Linked DNA regions of Mus musculus: regions 1 and 2 are each linked to region 3. The links are chromatin contacts, called in public promoter capture Hi-C maps. All regions are on one chromosome and are shown on one strand. Each heading gives the region's core, a stretch centred on a gene start, on an enhancer-like site or on the middle of the called end of the contact. The rest is flanking DNA. Distances are from core to core; before and after follow the strand shown.

What was found. Promoter capture Hi-C pulls out the DNA fragments that hold promoters and counts their contacts.
Region 1: a contact with region 3 is called in a promoter capture Hi-C map of embryonic stem cells, with 3 times the contacts expected there. The contact joins the enhancer-like site here to the promoter of P2ry13 in region 3. A contact is called at or near these places in 13 of 39 promoter capture datasets (the 3T3-L1 cell line, 3T3-L1-derived adipocytes, cranial neural crest and 7 more) and 1 of 9 other capture datasets (adipose tissue).
Region 2: a contact with region 3 is called in a promoter capture Hi-C map of stem cell-derived epiblast-like cells, with 5 times the contacts expected there. The contact joins the enhancer-like site here to the promoter of P2ry13 in region 3. A contact is called at or near these places in 17 of 39 promoter capture datasets (the 3T3-L1 cell line, 3T3-L1-derived adipocytes, the C10 cell line and 12 more), 1 of 15 datasets of contacts at CTCF or cohesin (the NIH/3T3 cell line), 3 of 484 Hi-C or Micro-C datasets (bone marrow-derived macrophages, uterus and ventricular fibroblasts), 1 of 115 datasets of contacts at active chromatin or transcription factors (pancreatic cancer cells) and 4 of 9 other capture datasets (adipose tissue, embryonic stem cells, liver and 1 more).

The regions. Positions count from the first base shown.
Region 1 is chr3:59,876,505-59,879,204 of GRCm38.p6, reverse strand. It overlaps Aadacl2fm3 (AADACL2 family member 3), which reads right to left. Exons shown (of 5, transcript NM_001243003.1): 5 at 1,892-2,494. The coding sequence ends at 1,892. Among named protein-coding and RNA genes, the nearest start is that of Aadacl2fm3, 17 kb to the right of the region's middle. Within about 2 kb of position 1,419, at least 2 of the 459 cell types and tissues checked have an H3K27ac peak or open chromatin away from gene starts, as enhancers often do. A contact at or near this core is called in embryonic stem cells and stem cell-derived epiblast-like cells, where this site is marked.
Region 2 is chr3:60,105,428-60,108,127 of GRCm38.p6, reverse strand. No RefSeq gene overlaps it. Among named protein-coding and RNA genes, the nearest start is that of Gm24382, 21 kb to the left of the region's middle. Within about 2 kb of position 1,372, at least 5 of the 459 cell types and tissues checked have an H3K27ac peak or open chromatin away from gene starts, as enhancers often do. A contact at or near this core is called in embryonic stem cells and stem cell-derived epiblast-like cells, where this site is marked.
Region 3 is chr3:59,209,495-59,212,194 of GRCm38.p6, reverse strand. P2ry13 (purinergic receptor P2Y, G-protein coupled 13) reads left to right here and starts at 1,313. Exons shown (of 2, transcript NM_028808.3): 1 at 1,313-1,373; 2 at 1,837-2,700. The coding sequence starts at 1,840. All of the region lies in intron 15 of Med12l (mediator complex subunit 12-like), which reads right to left.

The sequences.
Region 1 (2,700 bases), core at 170-2,669, 670 kb before region 3:
ATTAATTGACAAGAATTACAATGAATATGAAAAAACTTGCCAAGATTGGTGATCTGAACTCTTAAAACTATATAACAATATAGCATACAGGTAAGGCACACAAGCTTTTACAGCCCGAATGGCCAAAACCAGTGTCTCTGATAAAATCTTGTCCAATACTCTGTAGCAGTCTTCTCCCTCACGAGTCATCATTTTTAGTTGTCCCAAGTTGACACCAGGTCAGCTCTCCTTGCTGTATCCCATGGCAGAGATCGGAAGTTTCTTCATCTTGTTTGCAAGTGGCTGCTTTCCCTGATTCCTCTTTCTCTGTGTGCTCAAAACAGCTTTCTTGTCACCACTGTCAAGGCACTCAGGAACTCACAGGTCAGCCTGTCACATTGGAAGCATTCTGTGGAAAAAACAGAAACACTCCCTCTCTTCCCCATATTAACTTTCTGTTCAGGATCATGCCATGTACCAATAAGTGGATCCTTTTCATAACTAGAAAGCCTGAATAGGTATTAAATAGTCACATGTGCATATTTTATTTGTTTATTAATCAGAAATAAGGGTAGCCATTGATTGCTTTCTCTGTCAAAGTATTGCTGTGGGCTCATAACAATAACTAGAATAAGCAGCTAATATTTGATTACCATTGATCATGACTGATAACAATTGATCATAGAAGTTTCTTCTGCTTTTTTGTTTCTCACCAGTTAATTTGAATCTCACTTGATAGCACCTAACAAAGGGTTAAGTCCCCCTGTGGTGAGTTTAAGGTGAGATCTTAGCTGATTAACATCTCTTGGAAGCTTTTGAAAATAAAAATTTTGAAGCAAATCAATTTCTCTTTCTTAGATTTTCTGTACCACAATTTTCTAGCATAACTAAAGCCCTAAATATTAAAAAAGATATTGCCTCTGAATCTTATGGAGCAACAACTACTCCCCAGAACTTTAAAGCTTATTGTGTGAAAGCAAAGATTTGAAGTAAAATTCCCTTTAGAGGCTTTAGCTAATAAAATACTTTCCACTTAGGAAACAATATACACGGAAAGATTCAAACTCTTAGCTTCTTGTATTGAAGCAGAGACAATAAAAATTTTTCTTACATAATGTAAAGCTATATTAGCCACACCTACAGGCAAAATTTTCCCGTGATCACCAGTTCACTAGAAGCAAATCCTTTACAATTATCAGGATGCAAAGGAAAAGACAAACTTTTAAAACTATAATAACTGTATATGAAGTAAGCAAGCCAGATTGTAGTGTCTTTATAAGTTCTACAGCTGATTGACTTTTTATAAATTCTGAATTTAAGCATTATTTAGAACAACATCTGGATAGATCTGCAACAATGTTCTTTTAGCTAAAAAGAAATTCCCTTGAACACAGGGAGGGGTGAGGTCCCAAGAACTTCCTTAGTCACAGTTTGCAAAACAAAAGAACTCCACAAGCCCCGCTGAGGCAGCTCTGAGCTTTGTATGGCTGTATAGCCTAATTAGTGCTTTCATAAGGTGATTACTCTTGTAATTATTCTAATTACAATATATAGGTGAATTAAAGATCTTAAATTTGCAATCAAACTGCAAGCTGCAGTCAATGGAACATTGGCAATTTTAATCATAATTTTTAAGTTTATCTAAAGTATCAGAATCTCAATTTTTAGTACTGAACTAGTAGATTAGAAATCTTAGAGAGTATCTTAACTCATGATAATAAAGATGACAATGAAACAAATATCGCAGTTTTGTCAGCATTGAAAATTAGCAAAGTAACTGTCCTAACACACCCAATTAAGTTATGTTTATCCAAAGTTCAAGTCATAGTTTAACTCTTTAATTTTAAAATATTTTAAAGTATAATGTTTTGGTTACATTGCTAAATAAATGACCAACTAGCTACATGTACCATCACAGATTTTCTTTTAACCAAATTATATACTTATCTATTAATCTCAGACCTAATTTTAAATAAAACGGTGCTGTGGAAAATGATATGGCTCCATGAATTCCATCCTCTACATGGTCATGGATGATGGGAACTCCAACCTTTCTGAGTCGTGTGACGTAAATAAGTCCATCATCTCTTAGGATGTCATGTTCACATGTGAGGATGTAAGTTAATGGCAATTTCTGTAACTGGGAATCGTTGACTAACAAAGGTGATGCCCTACTATCCACAAGTCCTGGATGGGATGCATTTAGATTTCCAAGAACTGGTTCAGTGTAAACATGGTTCTTTTTGTACTTTTCAGGAAGGAAGTCACTCCAGTTAACAAACTTGAACAAATGTCTTGACTCTTGAGGTACATGAGCATTTCTCAGTATTGTCTTGGGCAATTCTTTATCTTCTGATAAATATAGACACGTCAACCTAATTGCTACCTTCCTTGTCAGAAAGGGACCATGCTTATATTCTCTATGAGATGGCATTAAGGTATCAAGTGCCTGTAGTGCAGGATATAGCAAGGTTTGTGCCTTAATTTTGTTTTTGTATTCTGGATCATCCTGTAGCTGTAAAACAGTATGAGTGTTAATGAGTTAATAGCTTTTAAGCAGAAGGAGTGGCACCTTTGTTTTAGTAACTTGAGGTAAATAAATTTACAAACCCAGTGTCTAATGATTACTCTCATATTTTCTCATTCTTTGAAACATGAACATCATTCATCTTCTTCAGTGAGAAAGTGGTACACACTCTCCTGTTCACACATATTCATTCA
Region 2 (2,700 bases), core at 123-2,622, 900 kb before region 3:
CAGAAACAACTATTGTAGAGATTAAAATGGATTTTCAGAGTGACCCCGAAGCAGGTCATCCTTCTGTCACAAATGTCAGTCACATCTACCCACCATCAGAGGAAGTGCCCACCAAATTCTCAAGAGTCATATCAGTGAGGCCCTGAGAGTAATCTTTGACACTTAACCTCAACTGAATTAGAAGCTTCAATACTTCTCCAAAAGAAAGAGTGGAGTCAGCAGATAAAGGCCCCACGCTTCTAAGTATGAAACTCCACCAGCCATGTGATAGACACAACAGATAAAGATAATACCTTCGCTCTATCAAAATCCATTTGGACCAACATACATTTCTTTCATGATTGAAAGGTGGTTACTATGGCAGCATGACTTTGTAACCTTCTCCCACAAAGGGCAAACCATCACAGGGTTGTGCTCATCTTTGCATCACTTTCCAGCCCATCTCTTTCTTAGAGAATGCATTGAATATCTTCACTGGAGATTGACATTCAGAGTTTGCCTGAGTTCTCATGGTGCCCAACATTCTAAACTCAGACTTTCATCTTATACTCTTAAAAACCACTTGCTGAAATATGTCAGGAATGGCTTATTTGGATATTTAGATATCTGTATTTACCATGGGGATGTATGTAGTCATATTCAGTTACTAGAAAAGGTTGACTGGATACTGATATCAGTTTTCCATGCTTTGAGGACCACATTCTTCTGTATGTATATATATATATGTATGTGTATGTGTATGTATATGTATATATGTATATAAAATGCTGCTTCATACTACTATCCATAGATAAATGGGATTCACTTACTTGTCTAGCCTTTGGTCTCTGATGTTCCATGGATACTGTGCCTTCACAGGAGATAGGTACATGTTTTTTGAGCATCCATCATGAGCTGTGGAACCTTCATGTATTTTCCAACTGACTCTTTCAAACACTCTGCATCTAAACTATTTGAATATTTCCTTACCTACATATGCAAAAACCAAAATTTTGTGCCGCAGACCCTCTGGATCCCTTTGTCTGCTTGGAACAGGTCTCTGGGGCAGGTGGGCAAAGTGTCGGAAGAAATGACAGACAGACCAACAGGAGAGATTGTGTAGAATCTGGATGTATTCCTTCGGGTCGAGCATCAAACTTTTTATACTAAAGAAATAACAAGAAACCAGGCAAAATACAATCCACCAAGTTACAGTGACACAATACAAAAGGAATGAATACATTAAAAGAAGGTGGGGATCAGGCTGCTGCTGCAAAAGAAGGGGGCCAGGTGTAAACTAGTCTATTGTTAAACCCACCATCAGGGGTTCTGCACTAGCAGACCTTATCAAGAATACTGCAATACCCCCAACACCCTATTTCCTGGGTCTAAAGAAGAATATACCAACTTGCTTCTAATGTGAAGCTCTATACCTAGCTGTAGAGAAGATCTCTGTCTCAGTGGGATTCCCTAGCTCTATTGTTCCCTAGTTTGGGTGAGAATTGCTACTGTCCTTGGTAAGTATTTTGTAGACCAGCTCTGAGCTACTGTCTTTGTAATGCTTAATTAGTAACTGAATAGGTAACTTCCTTTCTATAGTCCTGCCGGATTTCAAGCTCAGATTTCAAGCTTGCAGGCTACTGGGACCTTGGAACACTATAACAGAATTTAATCTTAAAAGGCATTTATAATAAAATATTAAAAGAGAGCTCATAGATCCATACACCAGGCTAATGCGGCAATAGAGTATGAGTATATGGTTAAACGAGAATGCCAAAACTCCTGGAGGTGAGCTTCCTTGAAACTCTTTTCCTTGTTGAGTGCTTGCAGACTTTCAGCCTGTCAAGCAGACCCCACCAGAGAGTGTGGCAAATTTGACCTTGGTATAGTTTTTGAACTTATTTTTTCTGAAATGGATTCACTCAGTCAGATATATAATCTCAAATTTCTGGGTAGCCATTTAGATCACTATATTTGAATACTCTTCCAAACATGTAGGGGGTTAAACCCCTCCCCCAAGAATGCTTCTTTAGTACTCTATATTTTGCAATTTATTTTATTTTTATATGAATCTGTGTTGCCATATGTTGGTTCACAACCTCCAGGGGTATCAGATCCCTTGAAACTGGAATTACAGGTGGCTGTGAGACATCATATGGGTTCTAATAATCAAACTTAAGTCCTTTTTCAGAGCATTAAGTGTTCTAAGCCACTGGACCATCTCTCCAGGCCTTCAGTGCTCTATACTTTAAACTGACATTGTGTTCTCTGCCAATCATTTAAAGGCATGTACTGCTATTTTTGCCTTCCTTATTTAGCATTTTACCGCAAGAACATCATTTGAAAGACAAAACATTCTTTTAGGGTACTAAATATTTTTTTATCTATTTCAGCTGAAGAAATGAGATTATAGGATATCTCAAAATTAGACTATTGAACCCTCAAGATTTATTGAAGGAGAGGGAAATGGAATGGAATAACTAAGTATGTTATATTTTAAAACCTAGTTCTCTAAGATATAAAGTTCAAAGGGAGAATTCACAAATTGATATATGCAAAAGAGACTAGATTCTTGATAAAATGTGGTTGTTACAAGTTCTTTGTTAGCCTCCTCAATTTATCTAACAGAATAAATAAAATTAATACTAGTATACTATTATATTTTTTTAGTAAAATAATATGGAAATACAAGTCTCTATCTGTAATTAACATTTCACAGGT
Region 3 (2,700 bases), core at 64-2,563:
CTAGAGTTAACCAACGTTCCCTGGAAACACAGTACATTTCATTTTAAAATGTTCAAATGTGGAATCAATGGATTCCAAATTCTCAACCAAGTAATATAGGAATTACTAGTTAGCCAAACCCTGAAGACGGTCCATCTCTACGGTAAGCGCGTGGCAAGAACGGTGAAGTGAAACTTGCCATAGAGAACCACACATCCTCCCCAGGATCATCTGATTTCCTCTTTCCCTTCATCTGTCGGGCAGGGAAGCAGACTGTCACACATTGTAACTTTCTGCACACTCCCTGAGATTTAAAACGAAACACTGTACCAATCTGAGGCCAGCCCTGATTCAAAACTTCTCTAAGTCTCAAGAATGGAGGTGGTTTCCCAAAAGGGCTTCCTAAAAGTGCCACACTGTAGCTCCACTCAAACTGGGCAATTCAAGGAACCCAAGCAATGAGCGGCTGGCATGTTTAGCTTTCACTGATGTGCCCTGGGTCGGTCCATCGGTCCCCCTCCCCCACACTCCTATGAAGTAGATGATGATTTCAAACTTGCTACATGAGAGAATGAGGTATATAGCTCTTAAAACATTTGTTTAAACATAATACCGAATAATGCAGAGGTCCAGGAATAATAGCTACCACTTCTTGGGAAATGTGACTCATAATCTGCCACAGATCTAGGGATCAAAAGACTAACAGCAATGTCTGAAGAAAGGAAACAAAGCAAAACAAACAAGCAACCAACAACCAAAGCCTAGCCTTAGACATACAAACTTCTTGCACGCCCAGGCTGTAAGGGACAGAAGATGATTTGATTTTCAGATCAAGTCTTCTCCTCCTACTTGATTGTAATTTCATACTATTTTCTTCATCATTTTAACTCCTACTATTACATATGAAGTATTCAATAAGGTCGCTGAATGTGAATAATAAAAAGTAAAACACTGGGCCTAGAGAAATAGTTCGGCGGTTAAAGGGATTTTCCTGGCACCCACTCCAGGCAGCTCACAGTCACCTTGGACCCCAGCTCCAGGGAATCCAACACTTCTGGCCTCTGAGGGCACCTGAATGCATATGCGCCCTTACACATATAATTTAATATAATAAAATAGACCACATGTTAAGAATATGGCGTGGTGGCGTGCCTGCAGAGCCGGTGACAGCACTGGATTCAATACTCAGAACACGCAACCAATAACTACTGGTAAATGCTCCAAAGGTCTAAAGACAAAGAGGTTCTAGAAAATGTGGGTATTACAGAAGCCCACAAGGGGAAATGAGGAAGGAAAAGCAGTATAAGAAAGCAGAACCTTTACTTCACAAGCTATTCGTGGGTTGAGCTAGTAACTGCCACAACTCATACAGCTGAGTCTCTTCCAAAACAAAGGTCAGTTTAATTTTTCTTATGAATTTGCTTGCTATAAAAGGTAAAAGGTGGTTAAATTTTCTAGAAATCTAAATATAATATTCTGTAATCACGGGCTGCAAGCATAAGGTACTTCATAACGCATGACACACTACCCTGTACTCTTACATCTTAAATTAGGTTCTGTCACCGCCGTGTAGTGATTGGTGCTTGCTATTTGGACTTCACAAGGGTAGACATTAACAGGACTTTATAAAACAAAACTAAACTGAACAAAAACCAACCAAACAACAACAGCAACAAAACTAAGCTATGTGCTCAAAAAAGCTCTAGCCAAAGAATCAAATCCGCTGAATGAGTTAAATAGTAAGTTTGTTTTTACAAGAAGTAGTTATCTGCCAATCCACAAGGACCCTTTGTTTACCTTCCTTTGTATGCCTGCTTATGTGTAATCTTTCTCTGTGTGCATGTTTATGTGTAATAGCTGATGCTCGGGACAATCAACACCACTGGGATGCAGGGCTTCAACAAGTCTGAGCGGTGCCCCAGGGACACTCGGATGACACAGCTGCTGTTCCCGGTTCTCTATACTGTGGTCTTCCTGGCAGGCATCCTGCTGAACACCGTGGCCCTCTGGGTGTTCGTCCACATCCCCAGCAATTCCACCTTTATCGTCTACCTCAAGAACACTCTGGTGGCAGACTTGATAATGGCACTCATGCTGCCTTTCAAAATCCTTTCCGACTCACACCTTGCGCCCTGGCAGCTCCGAGGATTTGTGTGCACGCTCTCCTCCGTGGTCTTCTATGAGACGATGTATGTGGGTATCATGATGCTGGGCCTCATCGCTTTCGACAGGTTCCTCAAGATCATCATGCCGTTCAGGAAAACCTTTGTCAAAAAGACGGCTTTCGCAAAAACAGTCTCCATTTCCGTCTGGTCCCTGATGTTCTTCATCTCCCTGCCAAACATGATCTTGAACAAGGAGGCAACGCCATCATCCGTGAAGAAGTGTGCATCTTTGAAGAGTCCCCTTGGGCTGTGGTGGCATCAGGTGGTCAGTCACACCTGCCAGTTCATTTTCTGGGCTGTGTTTATTCTGATGCTTCTGTTTTATGCGGTGATTACCAAAAAGGTGTACAACTCCTATAGGAAGTTTAGGAGTAAGGACAGCAGGCACAAGCGGCTGGAGGTGAAGGTATTTATCGTCATGGCTGTCTTCTTTGTCTGCTTTGCCCCACTGCATTTTGTCAGAATACCATACACTTACAGTCAAACCACCAATAAGACTGACTGTAGGTTAGAAAACCAGCTGTTTATTGCTAAAGAAGCAACTCTCTTTCTGGCA